Linked DNA regions of Sus scrofa: region 2 is linked to region 1. The links are chromatin contacts, called in public Hi-C maps. All regions are on one chromosome and are shown on one strand. Each heading gives the region's core, a stretch centred on a gene start, on an enhancer-like site or on the middle of the called end of the contact. The rest is flanking DNA. Distances are from core to core; before and after follow the strand shown.

Region 1 (5,353 bases), core at 1,960-4,459:
TGGGCCCTTACAGAGACAGGCATTTTACAATCAGAAGGGAAAGACATGATACAAAGAAGCTTAAGTTTCCTGAGGAGAAGAGTCCTCGGGCCTGGAGGAAGGGCCCAGAGAAAGAGGGCGGATGAGGCCAAGGCCCAGGTGCACAGATTAGTCTTTAACTAACGAGAGGGGCACCTTGTCCCCTGAGAAGGGAGGGCTGAAGGGGAAGGAAATTGGAGAAGCAGGCCAGTTGGGTGGGGGTGGGCCAGGGCACTGAGGTAATTCACGCTTGAAAGCCTCTGTTTTCTCAGGGAAGTGGGAGGAGAAGTTGTTCCTTGAGGGGAGAGGGGGCAGGGCAGGAGGAACGCAGGCGCGGTAGGAGCTGAAGAAAGTTTGGAAGGTGGCCCAGGGCCATGTGGAGGCTGGAGCTGGGGAGGTGGCAAGGACACAGGCTCAAGGGTGGCAGAGGGGTAAGAGGCCCAGCTGAGGTTGTTCGAGTCTGTCTTCCTCTATGTAGGTCCTATCTCCCTCGCTAGGCCGTAAGCACCATGAGGCAGTGACTGCAGCCCCTTCCTCTTTCTAGTACATTTCCTTGCCTGGCAGTGCCCAGCAGTGTCTGGCCCAGAGAGGCCCCCCAGCCCTCACAGAATGCTCTGGCAAGGAAGTCACTGACACAACCCAGAAGCACTCTAGGGCTGTTAGGGGAAACAGAGGTAGGACCGTTAGAGCCCTGACAGGAAGTCCTTCATTTTGGTTCTTCCAGACCTTTGCTGCCACCTCATTCCTGTTCTGCGCTGACAGGAGAACAGCCAGGTGCTCACTTTTGCCGAGCAAACCTGGCAGGCTTTAAATCCTTCAGGCTAGGAGAGGCCCATGGGAAAGGCCCAACTGAGGGGCCCGTGGCTTCATCTCCTACAAGCTGAATGAGGCCGAGGCAATTCTTAGGAGGTAGTAAGACAGAGCAGTTAGGTAGGGGAGAAGAAAGATCCATGGAGACAGGCCTGGGCTCCCAGAGAGGAAGCTGGGAGCTGGTGTGAGAGGAACCTCAAGGCCTGCTGTTCCGGGAGGGAACGGGCTGGACAGCCTGGATTGTGAAAAACTGTGGCTGAGTGAACACAGGTTCGAGGTTGACCGAGCATGAGCTCTGGGCTCTGGAGGAATATCTACCTCTTCTCCCTGCTCTCCCCGCTTCTGCCTATGTTCTGAATTCGTGGCCAACCAGAGATCAAAAAGTTCCCAGGGTATGACAAGAAGTCTGCTTCTTCGTCCATCACATGCCACCTTCCAGCCCAGTCTCTTCCACCTGGTTCCCTCTCAGCCTTACCCCTCATTTGAGCCAGTGACACAGGACAAGCACACTCTCAACTTCTGCAGGTAAATTCAGCAAGAAGCCTCAGAGATGGATAGAAATTTGAGCTCCCTGGCAGGCCTCCTCCCCCATCCCACCCCCCCCACACACTTTCCCCCCACCCCCCACCCCAGACTTTCCTTTCCAGGATCCAGGCTGCACTTACACAATTCAGGGACAGAGAGCTTAGTCCAGTCCAAGGCTCCACTCATTTCACCACATATAATAAACCTCTGTTTATTGAGAGCCGGTATAGTGCCAGGCCTTTGGGTTAGGTGGTGGCTGGGCTGTGGCAAAGTTTTCCTTTGATCGAGCCAAAACGTGTCTCCCTGTAGATTCTACCCTGGGCTTCAGCCCTGCCCTTTGAAGTTACAGAGAACAAGTGTATAATCTCATTGCAGCTAATCCTCAGATATTTGAAAATGGCTGTCATTTCCCGAAGAGTTTTGTCTCCTCTGTGGATAAACCTTTCTTTCTTTTTATTTTTTAATGAGTCACAACTCTTTGTTTGTTACTCACATAATATCAGGGCTTGTGGAACTTGGTAGAAAAATTCAGAAAAGCCTGAAGAAGGAAGTAAAAACCTACCATAATCTTACTCCCAGAACCGACCACTATAACACACTCCTTTCTTCTTCTTTTTTTTTTTTTTTTTTTTTTGCTTTTTTAGGGCCACACTTGCAGCATATGGAAGTTCCCAGTCTAGGGGTCGAATCGGAGCTACAGCTGCCGGCCTACACCAGAGCCACAGCAATGCCAGATCCGAGCCGCATCTGTGACTTACACCACAGCTCACGGCAACGCCGGATCCTTAACCCACTGAGCGAGGCCAGGGATCGAACCTGCATCTCATGGATCCTAGTCGGGTTCATTAACTGCTGAGCCACGACGGGAACTCCACACACTCCTTTCTTCTAACCAGTCTTCCCCCCAATCCCGCCCCTGCACACTGTGTAACTCTAAGTTATATTGCACAGGCTTCTTTTTTTTTCACTTTTCAATATATTAACTTTCCCCCAATGTTTTACCCAGCCAATTTGAATATGAAATTGTATAACTGTTCAATGATTGCTTTAACCGGCTTTCTAAAGTGAGACATTTGGCTGGTTTCCAATTTTCCTTACTACAGAAAAACACAGTGGGGCTGGAATTTGAAGTAGGCTGGAGGGAGGGAGGGGGTAGGCGAACAGAGAAAAAAAAGAGCTCTTTAATCAAATTATTCATGCTATTTTATTTATGTATGTATGTATTTATTTATTTTTGCTTTTTAGGGCCACACCCTCAGCATATGGAAGTTCCCAGGCGAAGGGTCGAATCAGAGCTAGAGCTGCCGGCCTACACCACAGCCACAGCAATGTGGGATCCAAGCCACATCTGCAACCTACACCACAGCTCACAGCAATGCCAGATCCTTCACCCATCGAGCGAGGCCAGGGCTCGAACCCGCATCCTCATGGATCCTAGTCAGGTTCTGAACCTGCTGAGCTACAATGGAAAGTCCTATTCATATTATTTTAGCATCTGAATTTTTTTTAATTTTTACTTTTGTGTTGATAACATACTTCCCAGAACATGATGGCGAGTGCCTGCTTAGTACTCAGTTGCAAGGACTTACCCTAATTAATAGAACTGGTTTCCTATTATTGGACATTGAGGGGGTTTCTAATTTTTGACGATGACACATCTGCCTGTGATGCATCTGAGGAGCTAAATAAATCTGCGCCGGTGCTGGACAACTGAGGTCAGGAGGCATATTTTCGGGACCTCTAAAGCATAAGGAACCTGCCAGTAGCTGTAACTGGAAGCTTTCTGGCAAAGGCCCAGAAGACTGGCTGAGGTCAAGGACTGTGGCTGAGCCGCTGGGCTTGCCCCCAGGTCAGTACCCATTTACCCAGCCCACGTCACAGAGTGTCCAGGCTGATGGTGCCCTTGGGGACCACTGGGGTCACATCCTCCTCTCACACGTGAGGGACCCGAGGCCCCAGGGCCAGAGATGGCCCTTCGGCAGCTGCGCAGCTGGGCAGGGCTCTGCTTTCCCCCAGCACCCTGGCTCCCCGACTGGAAGCTGAGCTCTGAGATCTGGAATCTGACCTGGAAACCCTAGAAAAATGCTGCCTGCGCTCCTTTCCCGGACCACTTCCTGCTGAGGCTGGACAGGGGATTCCGGCACTTTTGCAAACAAACCAGTAAAGGCGAAGGCGTGGAAAGAAGACTTAAGGTTCATCCCCACCGACAGGCATCCGCGCCTGCGCCTGCTCCCCGCCCCCAGAATCCCACCCCCCCCCGGCCTTGGGTGATAAGTTTAAGGGCAGGACGCTATATCAGGTCCACCAGGGAAATCTATTTGGAGTGTGAGCTGAAATCACACGTGAGTCTCTCACTTGCCTTAGGAGCCGGCTCAGCTGTCTCTTGTCGCTGGGAACTGGCTCTGCTAAAGGCCCGTCCCCCCCCAGCCTCCTCTGCCTGAGCCCTCCCCCCCCTCCCCTCAAAGGCCTTGCTGCAGCCTGGGGAATTCGCACAAATGGTGTGCGATTTGCCCCTTTTGTGTTTTTCTTTCTGACTTGGAGGTAAAGAAAACCCTTCACCCCGCTCTGACTCTCTGTTTATTCAACTGGGAGAGATTTCACACCCAGGAACACCGCTCTCCCCGGCGTGAGCCTTTTTTCCTAAATCTTCGTCGTCGTCCCAGCTATTCCATCCCTGCAGGTCCCTGAATAATTTATGAGTCCACGCTGGCCTTATAAAAGGGTCTTGCAGAAAAGGCCAAAGGAGTTCAGGAGGTTCTGAGAAATAGGAGCCCCCACAGCCTGCCTGGCTGTGACAGCCAGAGGATGGACTCTGCCACTCAGGCTGCAGCCGCCCCCACCCCAGCCCTGACCCTGGCCCCAGCTCCAGCCCTAGTGCAGAGCCCCCCGGCACTCCCTGGCCCAGGAAGCCCATTGTCCCTTCTCTCCTCTGGACAAGAAATAGATGGAAGCAAACGGTAAGTGGAACTTGGCCTTGGGCAACTTGAACTCAGACTTAGTGTGGTTCCTGGGAGAGGAAGGGACATTAGATGTGCCTTGTTCTCTGCAAAGGCAAAAGGCGAAAGCCTCACAGCCCCCAGAGGGCTCCACATCTCGGGCTGCAATATCTCAAATGGCTTGTCACCTCACAAGTCGCTCTGGCTGGCAGGAGGGGACTCGGGGACGGGGGCACTGCCAAAGCCGAAAGCTGAACTGTCATGAAACCTGGGTCGAACATGACCTAGGCTGTAGAACGGGGAACATGGTCCAAAGTCCCAAGAAGCCTGTGATGGAGGGACAGTCTCTTTCTTGACCACATCACAAGATTTTCACTGCCTTTTTCTTTTTCCTACCTTCTAAAGTCTCGTGGGGAGGTGGTGGACCCAGACATTTTTTTTTTGGCCCCTTTCCCCAGCCCAGGAAGATGGTGGAACTGTGAGCTCTCCTGCCTGGAGGGGGAGGTAGGGGGCAAGATATTTTTTCCGCCCAACCCTCATTCATCCCTCTAACCATTTAACCTTCACCAAGCATTGAGGGAAGCACCTGCTGTGTACTGGGCCTTAGGCTAGTAGGTGTTGGGGATTCAGATACAGCAGGACAGAAATCTGCCCTTAAGAAGCTCTAAGGGGAGTTCCCATCACGGCTCAGTGGTTAATGAATCCAACTAGGAACCATGAGGTGGCGGGTTCAATCCCTGGCCTCTCTCAGTGGGTAAAGGATCTGGCATTGCCGTGAGCTGTGGTGTAGGTTGCAGACAGGGCCGCACCCTAGAAAAAGACAAAAAAAAAAAAAAAAAAAAAAAGAAGCTCTAAGACAAGTAAATCAATCATCCTCAGTGAGATAACATTGTCCTGGACTCAGGGTCCTTAAGAAAGTCTTCCTGGAGGAGGCGGAATCTGAGCCAAGTTTTTGGCAGGCCTCCTATGTATCTCAGGGGGCCCACAATCCCCAATCCAGTCTCTTCTTCCTCCACCAACTGACTTCTCCTCCTTGTCCTAGAGGAGCTTGTCTGTGGAGGCCC
Region 2 (5,353 bases), core at 747-3,246, 33 kb before region 1:
CCCGTGTGGTGCTGTGTTCCTTCAGAGGCTCTGTAGTGCTCTGGGGGCAGCCCCTGGGGGCCTGATCCCAGGCTTCGGGCTGATTTTCCATTAGGCCCTGAAGACCCTCTGGCCCCGTAGAAACACCCACTGGACTTCCCACACGTGTCCACCCAGCTTCACAGACACCCAAGTTCTTATTCTTTCTTGGGCAGCATCAAGGAGGGGTATCCTTCTCAAGTCCCCAGTAGCTCCCATGCTGCCATCCCCCAGCCAAGAGCCGTGTCTTAAAAAAACTCAGTTTCCTGTTTCTAAGGAGATCACCGAATAGGCCCCTTAGCAGGATGCCTGGTCGGAGGGAGGCAGGGGCTTCAGAGAAAGTTGGAGCTGAAGTAGCTTCGGAGGGAGTTCCTCAGGACAGTCAGTGTCTGCTGCCACCTTGAACGTTCCACCATGTCTTCTTTCCTTGTGCTTTCCCTGGGCAGCGATTCTGGTCTTTTTTGGTCCCCCTCCTCCCTCTCATCCTACACCCACTGGTTCTCTGTTCCCTTGGGACTGTGGGATGGCTTTATTTCAGGTCACACACAAACCAGTCCAGACACTGTGGAGTTATAACAAGAGAGGGATGGAGGCTCCCGGGCCCATTACTTACTAGCCAATCAGTTCCTTTGGAGGGAGGCTTGGGATGGAGCTTAGCGCCAGATGGCCATAGAAGCCACCGTGTCTCCTTCCCACCCCCACCCCCCAGCAATGAGCTGAGAACCAACCCGAGCAAGAGGAAGGGTCTTCGATCACAGAGAAGGTCAGTCACTGGGATGCGATTGGTGGGTTTGGGGTTGGAGTTTCAGGTAAACCAGAGGACTGAGGGGCGCCTCTGGGGCCTGGCCTAGGGTGGGGGGTGGGTTTAGAGTGGAGAGTTGGGGATTCAAGGTGGGAGGAACGGGGCGCCAAGATGAAGGGAACCGAAAATCTGGCTTGGCAAGCATCTTGACAGTTCAACCTGCACGCTGTCACAGCAGCTCCCGTTTCTGCCCTTGCTTGATCCAGTGGCCAAAGTCAGTCTATCCTCAGCAGCACCTTCTGGCGCAATCCAGTGGCAATGTCCCTCACCTGTGGCCCTGGGGGAAGGCTGTCCACTGGCTCTCACAGACCCAGCCCCCCCCAACCGCCAGCGCTGGCCCCTGGGTCTTCACACATACCCTGTCAGGCTGTAGGAGTTAAACTCACTCTTGGCTTTGGGTGGTTGACCAGGCCTCGGAGAGCTCCGGGTGGCGAGGGGCTGGGCCTGATAGGCATCGTAGTAGTTGGAGCGATTTCCTTGCAGTGGGCAGGAAAAGCAGAGGATGATCCCAGCTATCAGGGAGAACAGGGAGGAAATGATGCCCAAGTAGAGAGCCTCTCCGATCTCAAATTTCATGCTGTCAGGCACCAGGGGGGAGTAGAAGTCCCGCAGGATCCCATGAAGATTCCACGCAACGGGGATGAAGCCCAGGAGGCCTCCAAGGAGGAAGAAGACTCCACCCACCACCGCCACTCTGTCTTTGGCGCGAGAGTTCTGGCAGAAGACGGTGCACCGCATGCCCACCACGGTGATGATACAGGCCAACGAGGAGATGGCGCTAGATGTCACCATCATGGCCTGGGCAGCCTGGATGTCAGCAGGCAGGCCCAGCATGGTGCTGTAGATGTCACACTGGGTGATGCCAGTGCTGTGCGTGGCACACTCCATCCAGAGGCCCTTGGAGAAGCCGACTGCCGTCACGATGCTGGCCCCGACGTAAGAACTCGTTCGCCAGCTGGGGAGCAGCATGGCAACCAGGGTGCCCAAGAGCCCCAGAAGGCCCAGGATGTAGCCTACAAGTTGGAGGCCGAGAGAGGCCATGGCCGACCTCTCCGTAGATGCGTCTTCAGGGCCCGTTCCCTCGTCTCCCGGCTGTAGCACTTGCTCCTTGGATCCTGGCCTCTAATCCCTCATTGCACAGTGTCTCCGCCAGGCCGACCTCTCGCCTCCTTACAAGTGTCTGTGGGTGGCCACGAGCAGGCTCAAGAAGGCATCCAGAAGACCTAAAAAAAAAAAAAAAATCCATAAACCAGATTAAATATTGACCAGAAGCTTATGAGAAACCAGAAAATGCTGGATGCCTTTTGACCTTTGTTATCTTTAGAAATAACACACGAGAAAGAAAAAAAAAAAAAAACTTTGAAAGTGGAGCCAAAATGTCGTCGCCTCCTGCGTAGGCACATGCATTAGTTTGGCAGCCAGACAAAGCCAGCGGCCAGACGGGTGGCTGCTTTCCGAGAAGCTGGTGATGGCAGCGTTGGTCGTGGGGACTGTGTTTAACTCCGGGTCAGGCTGTCGGCTGGCACGGTTCTGTCTCCCAGGCCTACTGTTTAACGCATTGCCCGGCAACAGTGCCACAGGGCCCCTCAATTGCACACTGGGGCCAAACTCCAGGAAACTGGAGTGGGAGGAAGAGGCCCCAAGATAGAGCCGTGAACTCCAGCTTGTGAGAGACCTCTCGAATCTCCAAAGGCCTAGAGAGCAATGATGTAGGCCCGAGTCAACCTGTCCATGATGAAAGGGTTGGGGCAGGTTGGGACAGGCAACAAAGCCTTCAGTCCACTGTCTCAGAGTTCAAGTCTTCCCAGCCCTGCCCAAATCCTCCTCCACAGGCTAGCCTGAGGTCTCCTGTCTGTATAACACACGCAGATTTCTTTTCTTTTGTTTTCTTTTTTTGTCTTTTTAGGGCTGCTCCCGCGGCATATGGAGGTTCCCAGGCTAGGGGGTCTCATCGGAGCTGTAGCCTCCAGCCTACACCACAGCCACAGCAATGCCAGATCTGAGCCGCATTTGCCACCTACACCACAGCTCACGGCAACACCGGATCCTTAACCCACTGAGCGAGGCCGGGGATCGAACCCGCATCCTCATGAATACCAGTCAGTTTGGTTAACTGCTGAGCCACGACAGGAACTCCCACCCCGACAATTCTTGCCCACCCTCCTCAGAGGTGGCCCACCATCCCTAGGCCTTTTAGGTGACGTGGGAGGATTCAGGAGCAAAGATTGTTCCAGGGCCTGGAGGGAGTTCTGACATTCCCTAAGCTCTCTGTTAGGGGCACCAGGACAGACAGAGGAAAAGATAACTGCTCTAGAATAGAGGGCTTTGCAAGAGGCAGCCTTTAGCATCTCAGAGCTGTTCGGGATTTTGCAGGGTTCAGTGAGCATCCCCCCAGCCCCTGCCACTCTTACCAAGTTTCGACACATTAAGGGTCATCCTTCTCTCCAGCTATTGGAAGACCCTCCGACCCCACTACTTTTTCCACAATCTGGCTATTCCATTTTACCCTCTTCAAGATGTCTCTTTCATTTTACTCTCTTCAAGATTTCTCTTTCTCTAATCACCTCTTTTTTTTTTTTTGCCTTTTTGTCTTTTGTTGTTGTTGTTGTTGCTATTTCTTGGGCCGCTCCCGCGGCATATGGAGGTTCCCAGGCTAGGGGTTGAATCGGAGCTGTAGCCACCGGCCTACGCCAGAGCCACAGCAACACAGGATCCGAGCCGCGTCTGCAACCTACACCACAGCTCACGGCAACGCCGGATCGTTAACCCACTGAGCAAGGGCAGGGACCGAACCCACAACCTCATGGTTCCTAGTCGGATTCGTTAACCACTGCGCCACGACGGGAACTCCTTTTTTTTTTTTTTTTTTTGTCTTTTTGTCTTTTTGCCATTTCTTGGGCCGCTTCCGCGGCATACGGAGGTTCCCAGGCTAGGGGTCCATTTGGAGCTATGGCCATCGGCCTACGCCAGAGCCACAGCAACGCGGGATCTGAGCCACGTATGCGACCTACCACAGCTCACGGCCACACCAGATCCTTAACCCCCTGAGCAAGGCCAGGGATCGAACCTGCAATCTCATGGTTCTTAGTCGGATTCGTTAACCACTGAGCCATGACAGGAACTCCTCTAATCACCTCTTAAATGTGAGTCCTCCTTGGAAGCCCATCCTTTTCTCAGTCCTGGCTCTGTCCCTGAGCAAACATGTCCACACCCAAGATATAACCGCCTACCCTTTCATGGCACTCCCTAATCTGAATTTGCAGCATAGAGCTTCAAAGACTTCCAGAGTGATCACCTGTTTAAAATGTCCACTGGGGAGTTCCCGTCGTGGCGCAGTGGTTAACGAATCTGACTAGGAACCATGAGGTTGCGGGTTCGGTCCCTGGCTTTGCTCAGTGGGTTAAGGATCCAGCGTTGCTGTGAGCTGTGGTATACATCGCAGGTGAGGCTTGGATCCTGCGTTGTTGTGGCTCTAGCACAGGCTGGCAGCAACAGCTCGGTTTAGACCCCTAGCCTGGAAACCTCCATATGCCTCAGGTGCAGTCCCAAAAAGACTAAAGACAAAAAAATTAAAAATAAGAAATTTAAAAAAATGTCCACTTGGAGAGTTCCCTGATGGCCTAGCAGGTTAAGGATCCGACGTAGTCACTGCTATAGCTCAGACTCAATCCCTGACATGGGAATTTCCACATGCTGCAGGCATGGCCAAAAATCAATCCATCAATTATTTAAATAACATGTCCACTTGGAAATCTCATGGGCACCTCACATTTGGCAAGTTCAAAAGAGCACTCATCACCTCCTCCGTTGCATCCCTCCAAAGAGTTCTTCCCTGGGCTCCCTGTGGTCACTGAAAGATACCTCTCTCCATCTTCTTGCACCAGACAAGACCTAAATCCCTAAATCCTGGAAGGGATTTTTTTTTTTTTTTTTAGGGCTGCACCCACAGTATATGGAAGTTCCCAGGCTAGGGGTCCAATCAGAGCTGCATCTGGGACCACAGCCACAGTAATGCCAGCTCCAGGCTGCATCTGCAACTTCCACCACAGCTCATGGCAACACCGGATCCCTAACCCACTGAGCAGGGCCAGGGATCTAACACACATCCCCATGGACACTAGTCAGGTTCCTTTCCACTGCACCACAATGGGAACTCCCAGAAGGGATTCTTGAAACCCTCTCTCACACTTAACCTTCGCCTCTCACATCACAGTCTTATCCTTGGAGATACTTCAAACCCAGGGCATCCTCCATCCCCATTGCTGCTTCTACAAGCCAAGGCTTCATTATCTTCTCTTCCCTGGTCTATGGCAATGATTTTCTCCCCGGTCTTACTTCCAATCTTGCATCCTCCAACTTCATTCTCCATGCTGTTGCTAAGTAATCTTTCAGCACTAATCTGATCAAGTCTCTGTGTAAAACATTCCAGTGGCTCCCCATCGGCTAAAGTCCAAACGTGTTTGTACACTATGACCTGTCAAACTTCATCTCTTGCCATTCCCCTCCTCATACTCTATGCTTTTGCTTAATTAA

The links. Hi-C and Micro-C count contacts between places; a contact is called where the count stands out from the background.
Region 2: a Hi-C map of liver shows a contact between it and region 1, with 12 times the contacts expected there. The contact joins the promoter of CLDN2 here to the promoter of RIPPLY1 in region 1. A contact is called at or near these places in 1 of 5 promoter capture datasets (liver), 8 of 47 Hi-C or Micro-C datasets (embryonic fibroblasts, liver, psoas muscle and 1 more) and 1 of 2 datasets of contacts at active chromatin or transcription factors (skeletal muscle).

What each region holds. Positions count from the first base shown.
Region 1 is chrX:87,317,436-87,322,788 of Sscrofa11.1, reverse strand. It overlaps RIPPLY1 (protein ripply1), which reads left to right and starts at 3,209. Exons shown (of 4, transcript XM_013986325.2): 1 at 3,209-4,310; 2 at 5,332-5,353. The coding sequence starts at 4,159.
Region 2 is chrX:87,349,612-87,354,964 of Sscrofa11.1, reverse strand. CLDN2 (claudin 2) reads right to left here and starts at 1,996. Exons shown (of 1, transcript NM_001161638.1): 1 at 1,043-1,996. The coding sequence starts at 1,861. The coding sequence ends at 1,169.